Linked DNA regions of Gossypium hirsutum: all the other regions are linked to region 1. A link is a contact called in public Hi-C data. All regions are on one chromosome and are shown on one strand. Each heading gives the region's core, a stretch centred on a gene start, on an enhancer-like site or on the middle of the called end of the contact. The rest is flanking DNA. Distances are from core to core; before and after follow the strand shown.

Region 1 (3,549 bases), core at 492-2,991:
TAGTCACGATTGCATCCCTTTTAGAATTGGTGGGCCCGTCTTTTGCCAAATCTATCAATCCTTTTATGACACGTGTCTTCCTCCCCAGCCTTTTCCTGTAGGCGTGAACACCTGATAAGCTGAATATTGTAGCCGCCGCATTTCCTTTGGCTTCCCATGTGGCACCAAAACGTAATACATCAATAACACCGTTTAAAGCTCCGTCGGTTTCCATTATCCTCGTTTTGTTTGCTTCTAGGATGGAAAGATCAAGAATCGTTGTAACGACATTGACTTGAAGGTTTGGGTGTTCGGAGCCTACGCCCGAACCTAAATATCTGACAAGGACCGGAATTGCGCCAGCTTCAGCGATGCAGGCTCGGCTGTCGGAGTCAGTTTTAGCCAGGGCTCGAAGCTCATAAGTGACGGCGTTAGCTGCCTCCATGGATGGAGAAACCGAAAGTTTGTTGACCAAAAAGTACACCGTCATTTTCGTAGCTTCAAAGGCGGCTTTGGTGGCTTTGACGCCGCTAACTTTCTCGTTACTTCCCACGGTTTCAAATGGGACTCTCTGTTGGCGGCACCACATGGCTAGAAGATTCCTCAAAGCGCGGTTAGGGATTAGATTGGTGTGGGCCAGGGTCTGACCAGTGTTTGGACACGTGTTGTGTCCAGATTCAATCCACTGATTAATCGATTCCCGATCGTACGTCTGTCCAGAGGCAACGACAACTGGGTCCCGCATTAACTCTAAGCTTATCGGGCACCGAAAGTCCGCCGGAACAGCAATATCCGACAATGAATTCCGCCGGCGATGGTCTGGTTCCAGTTGCGTCGTTGAAGATCCAAATAGAACACATTTAGCATAACGAAGGAGACCGATCAAAGAAGCAATATCTATTTTGGACTTTTCATCGATTTGGTTCTGGATTTCATCTTGGAGACACTCGATTTCTTCTCTACAACTTGATTGGTCGCGTAACCCTAAATTATCCAGAATCTGTTTAAGCTTTAAGTGATGAGGGACGATCTCTTTCTTAATCTGATGGAGCAAAGCTAGAACATCTCGCCTGAGAGAATCTTCTCTGGGATCTACCGATGGTTTAGATTGGGAGCAGTGTTTTCTTACCAAAACGAAAAGCTCCTCCACGTCTTGACTCAAATCCAATTCATTGACAGGGAAGATATTGAGGAGAGTGGACAATTCGAGGGTGAGCTCGTGGAAACTGTTGGCCAATGGTTGGATTCGCATGAGCAACCACATCTTGCTTCCGTTGCAACAGTCTTCCATTAAAGTCTTTATTCTCTGGAAAACTATGTACATTTCTTCGAAGCAGAGGAGGATCGAAGGAGAGAAGGAGGTGGAAACTGGGTTGCGAAGAAGCTCCTCGAATACGATAGCGAGAAGCTTCGACTTGTTTATGGTGGAAAGGGACTTTTGTATCAGGAGACATTGAAGAGGTTTGAGGGCGGAGATTTCTTGAGACAAAGAAAGAAGAGACTTTACCAGGTTCAAGTCTGCAAATTTCGGAGATATGGAGGAGCCCGTAGACGGCCAACGCTTTCTTGGCGGGAAAACCCGAGGAGAAACGGCCATGAAACACAAATTAATAACTCTTACAAAAGAATTTCTGCAACACAGATATCTAAGCTAATGGAATGTGAAATTTGGTAGCCTTTTTTTTGGCTTTGAATTGAAGAAGAAGATATAGCAGTAGTTGATTACAGATACAACAAGTTGGCCCGTTGCATTTCACGCCCCCTTTTCATTTTTTAAATGATAATAATCTATTTTTATACTTATTATAAACTCTATGATTAGTTTAATTAAGTTTAATTCCAAACCACAAAAAAGTTAGCTTTAAAATTACAATTACTTTAATTTTTGTAAAAAAAAAAGTTTGAAATTTGTGATGATATATAAATTTAACTAATTTATACTTAATATATGCATTTTTTTATTTTCACTGAAATTTAAATCTATATATTAAAATTAATATAATACAAAAAATAACAAATAATTCTCCTTTTAAAAACACTTTTTTTCTTTCAAAACAACCCTCTTCCCTTTTCATGCCACATTAACTAAAATTTATCGATAAAATTCTTATTGGTGAAACTACCTAATTTAAATAATTATCTATTGAATAACTTATATTCAAATCATCTTAAAAATATAATTTTAGACCTCATTAAAATATTGTCACATCATTCATTTTTAAATATATCAAAATATTATCATACTCGCGTCTATATATAATATCTTTTTCAATTTAAGTTTTATTTAATAAATTATTGAAAATTAATTAATTTTTGCACATATTTGATAATCTAAAATTAAAGCAATATGATAATTTTTTTCTATAAAAAAGTATAGAAAATAATAAATAGATAAGAGTTACTTATAACTTAAAGGAGAATATTTTCAATTATTTTAATTTATTTTATTTACGTTCAAAATTTTAATTTTTGTTTAGAATAAGGTGAAATGCTTAAAAATTAAAGATAAAATTCATAATATAATTTTTTATAATTTAAAATTTATATTTACCAATCACTCTAATTATATCACTAATCAATTTTAAATAATATATCAAAGAAAATTTTTCAGCATTTAATTTTTTTAGTTTATCAGACTTTAATTAAAATACTTAAACTAATTAATTATTTAAGTAATAAAAACATATTTTCTTCTTTTTACAATTTTTAATTTTCTTTTCAAAAATTAATTTTATTTTTATTTTTATGCAATCAATTTTTTAAAAAAATAATAGTTTTTAGGCAGTTGATTTTTTTTTCATTTTAAATTCTATTTCATTTTTTAAAATTTTTTTAATCAAATAACAAAATTTGATAATACAATTAGTGGTCACTATAATTTTTCAATTTCCTACTAAATTTTTTTTAGTTTTTTGTATTTTTAATTTTTGGTTTCATATTTCTCTATTTTCTTTTATTTTTAATTACTTATTTCAAGTTTTTAAAATGTTTTCTTATGATTTTTTCTCAATTTTAATTATTTTTATATAATTTAATTAAAATTAAATTAAGTTAAGAGAAAATATCATATATAAATTAAATGCAAGTATAATATTACTTATATATATATATTTAAAATTTAATAATATGAAACTATTTTATTAATATTTAAGATGATATTAATTAAATTATTTTATTATTAGATATATATTGGAAACAGAACATTTTAATTGTCGTGTTGCATGGTTTTAGTGTATGAAAAGAAAAATGTATTAGATTGGGAAGGCCGTTTACCAGGTCAGAGAATAAGTATTATAATCAACTTGCCTTTTACAACATTGCCGGCTGGCTCCCTTTTCTGATTTTTCAGCTCATTACAATGGAGTGATAAATTTGTTTTAATTATATTACTAATAGAACTGAGAGTGGAGAATATGCAAGAAAGATAAGTGTTGAATTGAGTGTACCAGCAGCCGGCAGGTAGGCCACATCACACTTTTGATATACATTCATAATATAAATTTTTAATTGAGTTAATAAATAGAGATAAAAGATGGAAAAATAGTACCTCTTTTAATAATATTGTTTTTA
Region 2 (3,549 bases), core at 511-3,010, 230 kb before region 1:
CCCAGAATTGTTTACGAATATTTGGATGAATTTCAACATCTGTAGAAGACAAACATAATCAATTCCCAGTCACCCACCGGAAAATAAATAAATGAATAGTTATGATCTCTTTGAAGTACTGGATGTGCTACTCTGAAAATAATGAATATGAAGAAATCTCTGCATACAATTTCACAGATGCACAAATGATGCACAACACAACAAAGCTGTGAATCTATTTACAAAAGCAATAACTCTCACATCTCTCCTGATCCAAAAACAAATTTGACCACAACTTTGCTGCAAGCTATCAATTAATAATTAATTTTTCTAAAATGGCATTGCTTATTTTGATTCATCAATTTAATTTTCTTTTTTTTTCACATTTATTATGGGATTAGTTGGGAAAATTATTCGTAGACTATTATAATTTCCTAATACACTCTCACATGTTTCTCTATTTGTTAGCAAACTAGTACCACACTGAAACATATAGATAAGACTACATACAGTGATGAGGCATATCTACAATTTTAGCAGTGACACCGTGCAAATCACCACCTGAGTACCTCTGAACGACAAAGAAACCACAAGAACTCAGTCAAATCAAGCAAAATAACTAGACATGTATCAGTCAAGAAGTTACGATTTCCAAAAGGAAAGGGGTAAAAGCTACAAAAATATCTTACCAAATGCATGTCAATCATTGGAACTTCAGAACTTTTACGATTTATAAGAAAAAGCCAAGGAACAAGAAACTTCTCCTTCCCAACTTGGAATGATCTAGACGTGAGTCAAACATTGTAAAACATGGATTACTATAATAATTTCTAAAAATATTGAACTTATGAACTATAAAAACATTTTATACAGAAGCAAAAGATAGTTGCTAAGAAAAACTATTGGCCTTAGTTTATGAGAAAAAATTAGGAGTGGAAAGCAAAGGATAAGAATATACCAGAAAATGAGCCCAGAAGTTAAAGCTCAGGTCTGAATCTCAGACTCATTATTCGGAGTATGAAAAACGCTTACTCGAAAAAAAGCTGAATGAAAATACATTTTTGGACTCAAAAACATTTCATTCATGAATCTGAGTAATTAAATTCGATAGTTTCAGTTTTCTCTTCGTTTAGCTATGAAACCCTAGCATTTGCAACTAATGCCAAAAAAAAAAAGAGGTTGTATTAAGAAAATCATAAATTTGAATAAAGTCTTACATTTTATATGGATCAGCTCCCGTGTAACCAGTCGGCTTTGCTATAGGAATTAACACCTGCAAATTAATTTATATATAAATGAAAATTTCAAAAAAGAAACAGAAATGGGGAAGATTGAAAAAGAAGAAAAATACCTCCCGATTAACGGCAAAAATTGGGCAATGTTTCCCGATCACGTCATGCCAAACAGTTCTAGACTAAAATTAATCAAATTCAGAGATCTTAACTTCAAAATTAGATTAAAAAATTTTTAAAAAAAAGAAAGGAAAAGAAAAGACAACTGACGGAATGGTATTGACCCATCTTGCTCATCGGAACTATGTCCCCTGGCCTGTAAGCAACGGAAATAAAAGGAAGACAAAGTAACAGGAAAACTAAAAGACACAGCGACGCCATTATTCTGCAATGTTCTCGTCAGCCGCGTTTCTTCTCACCGCCGAGAGAATTCCGAATTACTCAACACTTGTTTCTTTTTTTATTCATTTCTAACTTTTGCTTCGATGGAGTCCACCCAGGCCAGGGGCCTGAGCCTGTTACGGAATACGGGCCAGCAGTTATACTTTCCTCGATTCGGTCCAAAAATAATGTTCATACATAATAAAACATGTGTTATTTTTTTTAAAAATAAAATGATTTAGAAAGTGAAAAACTGACCAAAAATTTATAATTAAAAAAAGTAACAAATGTCGTCAATATTTCATGCCTTTAGCTTTTTATATGAATATTTTTTTTTTAACATTACATGAAAGTTTGTTTTATAAGCAATATAAAATCACCTTTCAAAAACATACACACTCAATTCACCTTTCAAAACTACTTTCTATATTTGCATATCCATCATCCTACGTTTTTCTAAATATTTACAAAATAGTTATTAACATAACATCATAATGTTAAAGGTGTAATTTTCTGACGAAATTAATTGTTAGCTTATATGTATCCAAGGAAAAATTTTATATTATTTAATTTATAAAGAAAGTTTTTACAATATTATTTTAATGAATTATCTAAAAAGAAAAACCAAAATTTCAATATATATATATATATAAGTTTTAAATCATTACTAGATTTTATGATATATTCATGATATGCCTAAAAATTTATGTATCAAATATATTTATTAAAATTTTATATAAAATTAATTGATATTTCGGTTACAATAGTAAAGTAAATATTCATTAAGTATGTTGTATTGAGTTCAAATCTCATTAGGATAATTTTTTATTTATTTGTCATATATAAAAATAAAAACACTCTTGTAAAAATGTATCTTAATTTATATATAAAAGAGTAATTTAATAATTTCACAACTAAATTAATATGATATTAACTTAATAAAAAACTTAATATAAGTAAGTATGATATAAATACATAAAATCCAATGTGGGCAAAAAAAGGTATCTTATGTAAACAATTCATTTAAGACAATAGAAAAGTTTTAGATGAAATTATAAGATGTTTACGAAATTTTTGTAATAAATTTATTATATATAAGTTAAATAACAATATATTGTAATAGGAAATCCTACTTGACTCATCCTTGCAACTTCTATTACTTTTTTCTTATGAATAAATCATTATAAAATGCGTAAACTATCAAAATAGTTATGTTTATTTGTTTCAAGTTATATTTTAGTCATTTATATTTGAAATGTTACGTTTTAATCATTTACATTAACGTGCTATAACATTTTAGTCATTGAGTTGTTAATTGTCATTAACAGTGTAACGGTAAGTTGACGTGGCACATTAAATCATTATTTCAAACAAAAATTTTAGATTAAATTATACAATTGATTCATATTTTTTTAGTTTTGAGTAATTTAACTTTTTTTTTCTTTTATGTTCTTTTAACTTTTTTTTTCATTCTTTTCTGCTTCTCCCTCTATTTTTTCGCATTGCAAATGCTTGAGCAACAGCAACTATATTTCTAATATATTTCTTCTCTTGAAGCTATTTTTCCATATAATTCTTCAATTGGATGCATGCATGCAGAATCTTACTTCACTATCAGTGGGGAACATTGAAGATGATATCCATTTTTATATACATGCTCAATGCCTATGATATGCATGGAAGACTGAATAATTTAGAGTCCCAACATCATGCTGTGAAGAACTTTGCTGGCACAAAGACCTGCAGTCCTCAATATCTTCTCCAACTTGGCCTGAATGCCTCGCAAGGTCCGAGGTTCAATGCTGAAGTAGCAACCTTTGCCCTCAGTGAGTGCCACTCAGGCTTTCTTTCTTCCCCCTTTCCAAACTACCAGGATGTGGCTCTCATTGTCCGAAGACTGATTGTAATAGCTAGTATTCACAAGGATAACACAGATGACGGTGCAGTGCTCAGTATG
Region 3 (3,549 bases), core at 519-3,018, 160 kb before region 1:
TCGTGATTCTTATCCTCTTCGGAAGGATTTTTCACGTAAAATATTTATTTTCAATCTTTTCAAATCCTTCGTTATTTTATTTTTTTTTCGTTGGTTTTTCAGGTTTATCCCCCAAAGAAACAATGATAATAACAATATAAGTTAATAAACAATATTATGTGAAAGCATAAAATTTTGATAAGTAGGTAGCTTACTTGATTGACCTATAATAATTTTATTATTACTAAAATATTCGGACCTAATTATTAAAAAAATATTTAACTTAAAAAATATTTAAAATATAATGTTATTTTCATTTTAAAATATATTTAAATTAGTTTTCTTTCCTTGGTATTAATTAAATTGTATTTGATTATTTTTATCAAAATTCCACATAAATTTTGTGATGATTCGTTAATAATTTGTTTAAGAAAGTAAAATTTAATAATATATTAGTTTAATTTTAAAAAACATAATAATTAATATTAGATTGAATTTAAATAAATAATATTGTGAAATTATTTTTAAAATATAAATATTGTAATAGAAAATTATGTGAAATTTTATTTTTATATATAGTTTCTAATTTAACATAGATTACTATTAAATTTAAATGTTTTGATCATTAAATAATTTATTGTAACATTGTTTATATTTTAAATATCTATTTCAATTTCAATAATGTATCTAATTTATAAAAATAGTGATAAATTTAAAATAACTGTTTTAAATAGTTTTAAATTAAAATATTGCATATAACTAAATTGAAAGGAATTATTATAAAAATATAGCTTATAAAGCACCATTAAAAATTATATAAAACATGACGGAGGGGTTTTGTTGCAATTTTCTCCTCCACTAATGTTTACATTCTTTCTTTGCTACTTGTCAAATTTTTATAATGTAAACAAATTTTTTTTATAGAATACTGTAAATACATTAAAAACTTCATAACCTTATTATATATGTATGATAACAATTTTTTTTTAAAAAATCAAACTTTTAAAAATAAATTTTCAAGTCATAATTAAATTAAAATCTTTAAAAACTTGATAAATACATATTTTTTAAGAAATAATTTCAGTTGTAAAATTGTTTTAAAATATTAAAATTTTTTATTGAAATTGTTAAAAATTTACAACATTTTCCAATAACGATAACATTAAAACTATTTAACAATACCAATAATTGTTTTAGGTTAAAAAAAATGTTTCTATAATTGCTTTAGATAATAATAAAAAGTTCTCTATTCGAAATAGTAATAAAAATGAAGTGTTTTGAGAAGTATGTTGACTAATTCATCATCTATTAAAATGATTTTATAGCATTTTGTTTTATATATAAATTTTATAAAAATCAAAACATTGCTTTTAAAAAAATTAAAATTAAAATTTATTTAAAAAACAAAATTAAAAAATAAAAAGCCTATATTAATTCACAATTTTAAAAATGAAATATAAATCATATAAGAAACAAATATATAATTACTGTGTACTTTAATAAATATGATGATATTTTTTTTTGTAATGATATTTTAATACTGTTTAGAAATTATTTTAATATCACATATATATATATTTGAGCGGCAATATTTCTCAAAATTTTATATTATCTATAAATTTGTTAAATATTTTTTTATACAGGATTATACTGTTTGAACCGGTGTAACATTGTTTAAATATAATAAATTTAAGCAATGCAAAAATGAGACTATTTTTATTTTTATTTTGTTACATCTGGTTTAATTATAATGTAAGCATTATTAAGGGTCATTAATTAGACTTTGTCAAATTGCGTCAGCTGAGCTGTGCTAAGAGGGCAGCGCACTGTACCAAATACAAACTGTCATCAAATCAGCTTCTCATCCTCTTTTTTTTTTTTTGTATTGTTTCAGTTTCGCCACCAACCCTTCATCGCCATACTTGTTTTCTTCTTCTTCTTCTTCTTCTGCAACTCTGTCTTTTGATCTTTCAGTTTATCTAAACCCCTAATTTATATTCTTGGGATAGGTTTCTCCACCACAAATGGTGATGTCAAAGCGTAGCCATAGGTTTTTCAAGTTTAGAAGTCTAGTTTCTTCCCGAAATCAAACTCCCACTTACCAAAATCTTCTCCGGTTTTAGAATCTTTGTTCATCCACTTAACTCAGGATTCGACACCATTTGCATAATCAAAAGCCTTTTTTTTGTTTTTTAATTTACTATATTGGCTGATTCCAAATATTCTCTCTTTTCCCCCTCTCTATCGATCCGAACCATTGTTTTTGGCTTTGGGTTCTTTTCTTTTTGCTCTAAAAATCTTCTTCGACAGTATCTCTAGACTTATATATATTATTGAATCTCGTGTTTCGCTTTCCAAAAGACTAAATGGTTTCCAAGAACTACTACGACTTCTCACATGCAGTTGTGGAAATGGCTTGGATTATGCTTAGCGTCGATTACTCAAGGCTCTTTTGGTTATTATTTGGTGTTTTCTCCTACGAAAATCATGAAGGAAAGCCTCGGATCATCTAGCACACCATAAATTTTCTTTGTTTTTTTCCACTCCCCGTTAATTCCATTTGCTGCCTTGTTCTTGAGTTATTCTATAATAGCTAGATAAAGTTTAGTATTTTTGTTCTCAATATATATATAGATATTAGAATAAGCCCCCGAGAGGTTTCGGACGGTACCTGATTTCTCAGACCATGTACCAAACACGTCTAGGGGGATGTGTTGATGGAGTTAAATCCCAGCATGGATACGTTGAAACCGATCCCTCTGGTCGGTACGGACGTGTAAGCTTTTCTTCATTCACTTTAAAATCCTTTTCTTCATTCACTTTAAAATCCTTTTTACCTTTTCATTGATGCATGAATTCCAATATCAAACTTTCAGTAGGAATAACTCTAATATCTTTTGCAATGATAATGGATAATTACATGCCATGTTGACTTTTCTTTTTGAGATGTGGGGTTTTGGTAATTCTTTGATGTTATGTTAGGATGAATAGTCGGAGATCTCAGAAATTTATTTGATACTGTATGTATATATAGTATGTGATTAAAGATGTTCTATAAGATTATTTATAAAATGGAACTTTGTTTGATCCATTCCTTTGGTCAACGGCCTTTCGATATGGTCGTATGGAGATTCTTTCAAATTTCCTGTAAAATCTGGGAAATAGGTTTTGATGATCATATCAAATATTTATATGCATTGTTTAAGCTTTAAAATGATTGAAACTGTGACTGTACATGGGAATTTTGTCTGCAGTTCAGAGAGATTCTTGGTAAAGGAGCTATGAAGACAGTGTATAGGGCATTCGATGAGGCCCTTGGAATGGAGGTGGCCTGGAATCAAGTGAAGCTTAACGATGTCTTCCGTTCACCGGAGGAATTGCAGCGTCTTTATTCCGAGGTCCACCTTCTCAAGAATCTTAAACACGATTCCATTATTCGATTCTACACATCTTGGGTTGATATCAATCGTAGAACTTTCAACTTCATCACTGAGATGTTCACATCTGGCACACTTCGAGAGTAATATAAGACTTTCCTATCTATTGAAAAAGTTACATTCCTGTTGTTTT
Region 4 (3,549 bases), core at 557-3,056, 150 kb after region 1:
CAAGTTTAACCTCATAAATAAAATATAAGAGTGAACTACCTCTAAAATTATTAAATTATTAATAAATTTATATTTTAATTATTAACTTAAAAAAATTAAAAAATAATAACTAAATAATTCAATAACTTTAAATGTAATTTACTCATAAATTAATATAATAGTATATATTTTAATTAATCTATAATTTAGTTCTAACTAGCAATCCGAATTCTCCCCTGGCGATTGCCCCAGCTAAATCTTTCTTTCGTGGTCCATCTACAGTATCCTAGCGCTGTCGTTGGGGCAACAGCAAGTGAGGCCAGATATATATATGCACAAGCACTTTTGTCAGCTTTGATTAGCCTGCAATATCTTCTCTGCTTCAGCTTTTTATCCGCAGCCATCAATTATACAGAAAATATTTGATATCATTAGAATTTTTAGGGTCCATAAATAAAATTAAAAATTTAACAAATATTTTATATGGATATAATAAATTTTTAAAAATATTTTAAAAAAGAAATATATAACAAAATTTTAAAACCATTTATAAAATTAAAAAATATCCTACCAATACATCAAATATTAACCATTAATATATTGAGTGAAGATATTTTTATAATATTAATTTTAAAGAAAAGGCATTCTCACCTTATTTCCTGTTGGTAAGATTGTTATATATTAATTTTGACCAAAAAATCGACATTCATGGTGACAACTGATGATGGTGGGAGCGGCAGCAGTAGTGCCAAATGGTGATTGATGGTCGAGCTTCACGTAAACGCCCTGACCGATACTGAACCAGCTTCTTAAATAGCGAAGGCCCCACGACCGAAACAAGTCATTGGCTAGAATGTTAATCAATGCGAAGCTAAAAGCATAACGTCTAAATATTTTGAGTTGCAACTCAATTTGCAACTACTTTCAATACAACTTACCAACAGCACAACACTAACTTAAACTACTTTCAAGAAAAACAAAACCTAGGTGGTTCCATTTTCATAACCAAATTATGAAAAATCTTCAAAACAATGTTGTACCTATGTTTTTTTTAAATTATTGTACCATTTTTATATTCCCCATATATGTTTACGCGGCTGAAAAGTTGTTTAAAAAATTGAACATATTTGTATTTGACTTTGAGTTCAAATATCATATACTTAGGCAAATGTCATCTTAATTATAATAGTGGATTTGACTGTAAAAGCAATATAAAATATTATCTTCAATGTATGTTTTAAAATTTAATGTTGATTCATTAGAACAGTATAAATCAAGACTCTAAAGTCCTATTAATAGAAAAATGAAATCATTACGAAACACAAAATAAATTTTGTAGTTGAGTACAAAAGTTTCTCCCTCCCCTTACACGGATAAGAGTAGATAAACATGAATTAATTGGAACTCTCATGTGAGAAAAAAATATTAAAGGTCTCAAGAAGAAAAAGATTTTATTTAACTGTTGTATATTACTAGCATTAATAGAAAATGAAATAATCTTGAGTCTCGAATAATTGATCATATTGTCAAAGTCGTTAAAGTGAAAATAAATCTTATAAGAAAGAGCTTTGATAATTTTGAGATCACATATTTAAATCTCACCGTATGCGTAAATTTAATCTAAAGTTATTAACGTGAATTGAATTCAATCAATTTATTAAATTAATTAATTAATATTTATAATAATTGACTGTAATAGTAAAATTGAACAAAACCTTAAACAAGTGTGAGTGTGAGTGTGAGTGTGAGTAAAAGCTTTGGTGATGTATACCGCAATATTGCCTTTTTTCTTTTTCTTTTGGATAAGTCATGTAAAGTAATATTCTGATATATCTTTACTTATGATTTCAGTTCACTTCTGCTGGTCCTGCTTCTCTAGTATTATAAACCCCAAAAGTAGAGAGATCTTCAAGCCTAAAGCCTTCCTCTCTGGCTCTGGGATTCTTTTCCTTCATATAATCTCCTAAACCAATTGATCACTGAAACCCCAAAAACAGCACCACCACCACAAGTTTCATCCCAAGATGTTTACCACAAGTCCTGATCATCTTCCCCATAATAAGAGTCTCGAAATTAAGCAAGATGACAAGTTCTTTTCCAGGCTTTTATCTAAGGAAAACTCTGTCGCCAATCCTTCTTTCAGGGTCTACTATGGCGGACTCCCCGGTGCTGTCCCTTTCATGTGGGAGTCTCAGCCTGGGACACCCAAATACACATTCTCTGATACATCCATTCCTCCTCTCACTCCTCCTCCATCATACTACTCCAACTCCAACTCCAACTCCAAACCCATCAAGAATAAGCACTCAAGATCTGGTCTTTTCCAGGCATTGTTCCCAAAGATTATCAGTTTGAAGAAAACCAGCAGTCTAGTGCCTACATCACCTCCTCCTTCTTCTTCTTCACCAATGTTTCTTGCAATAAGACCCGGAAAATACCAGAAGAGGAGTCGATTTTTGACCCCAGATGATGAAGTTGATACTGCAGCCATTGGATCACCAACTTCCACTCTGTGTTTCGATATTGGTAGGGGGAAGTATCGGTAAGCTTCGTGGATGATACGGCTGCTGAACATATATCGTCAGCTGTTTAGCATGGATCTGAGTAAACATACAGATTTGATGGATGAGAATCTCTCTCACGTTTGTGTTCATTTACTTTGTAATTGCAACCATCTAGGAATGTATTTTAGTTGGTCTATGGTTAGTTAAAGCTGTGAAAACACCCAAAACTGCAGAATTTGTGGTACTAAATCATTACTATTGCCGGAAAAAATTAGTTGTAATTTTCTAATAATGTCTAATAATGAGTATAAAATTTTGCATTTAAAGAGTAACAAAGCCCAATGAACTTATTAATCATATGTTTTTATATGAGAGAGGTACATTTACCTTCCTTCATAGTCTCCGTTATTATGTTACAAACATGGGGTTTAATGGATCCACCCCCACATATATGCTTAACTCTTACATTCTATGCAACATTCAACAATACATGCGCATCATTTTTCCAACTTTAAAAAAAGAAGAAAACACGTAACTGTTGAGAGGAATTTAAGTCTCTGATTGATTCGGAGAGTTTATTGAGAGTGCTTAAAGCTCATTAAGGAAAAATTTTAAAATTTGGTTTTAGTGAGATTCAAATCCATGCAAGGATCTTAGTAGATAACAACGCTACAACTCGGTTCACTTCAGAAACTGAAATATCTAGTTAATCCTAAACTAAATAAGGAGGGGAAAATGTTATATAACAGCCCCTGAAACTCGAAAGAATTCATAGACAAATTTCAGCTACAAATTTTAATATTTCTTAATTTTCTTAAATATTTTTAGGATTTAAGATTATTGTTTAGAATTTAACCATATTTAAGGTTTAGGTTTTATTTTTATTTCTTTGTTTCTTAATTTTTTTTTGGTTTTTATGATTTTTTAATAATTAAGTTCAATGTTTAGAATTTTATAAAAATATTTAATTGATTCTTAGAATTATATTAATAATAAAATATATGCATTATAAGTGAAGAATATTACATCATAAATAATAATTAAATACAAAATTCTAGTATTAAAT

Evidence for each region. Hi-C and Micro-C count contacts between places; a contact is called where the count stands out from the background.
Region 2: a Hi-C map of leaf shows a contact between it and region 1, with 2.9 times the contacts expected there. The contact joins the promoter of LOC107896750 here to the promoter of LOC107896754 in region 1. A contact is called at or near these places in 8 of 34 Hi-C or Micro-C datasets (anther, callus, hypocotyl and 3 more).
Region 3: a contact with region 1 is called in a Hi-C map of leaf, with 2.5 times the contacts expected there. The contact joins the promoter of LOC107896751 here to the promoter of LOC107896754 in region 1. A contact is called at or near these places in 8 of 34 Hi-C or Micro-C datasets (callus, hypocotyl, leaf and 1 more).
Region 4: a contact with region 1 is called in a Hi-C map of leaf, with 2.4 times the contacts expected there. The contact joins the promoter of LOC107896757 here to the promoter of LOC107896754 in region 1. A contact is called at or near these places in 6 of 34 Hi-C or Micro-C datasets (anther and leaf).

What each region holds. Positions count from the first base shown.
Region 1 is chrA10:86,181,946-86,185,494 of Gossypium_hirsutum_v2.1, reverse strand. LOC107896754 (U-box domain-containing protein 16) reads right to left here and starts at 1,741. Exons shown (of 1, transcript XM_016822019.2): 1 at 1-1,741. The coding sequence starts at 1,576.
Region 2 is chrA10:86,415,699-86,419,247 of Gossypium_hirsutum_v2.1, reverse strand. LOC107896750 reads right to left here and starts at 1,760. Exons shown (of 9, transcript XM_016822014.2): 1 at 1,482-1,760; 2 at 1,331-1,393; 3 at 1,197-1,252; 4 at 669-762; 5 at 490-550; 6 at 1-39. The coding sequence starts at 1,592.
Region 3 is chrA10:86,343,675-86,347,223 of Gossypium_hirsutum_v2.1, reverse strand. It overlaps LOC107896751 (probable serine/threonine-protein kinase WNK5), which reads left to right and starts at 1,768. Exons shown (of 7, transcript XM_016822015.2): 1 at 1,768-2,755; 2 at 3,234-3,499. The coding sequence starts at 2,666.
Region 4 is chrA10:86,034,365-86,037,913 of Gossypium_hirsutum_v2.1, reverse strand. LOC107896757 reads left to right here and starts at 1,806. Exons shown (of 1, transcript XM_016822023.2): 1 at 1,806-2,733. The coding sequence starts at 2,004. The coding sequence ends at 2,525.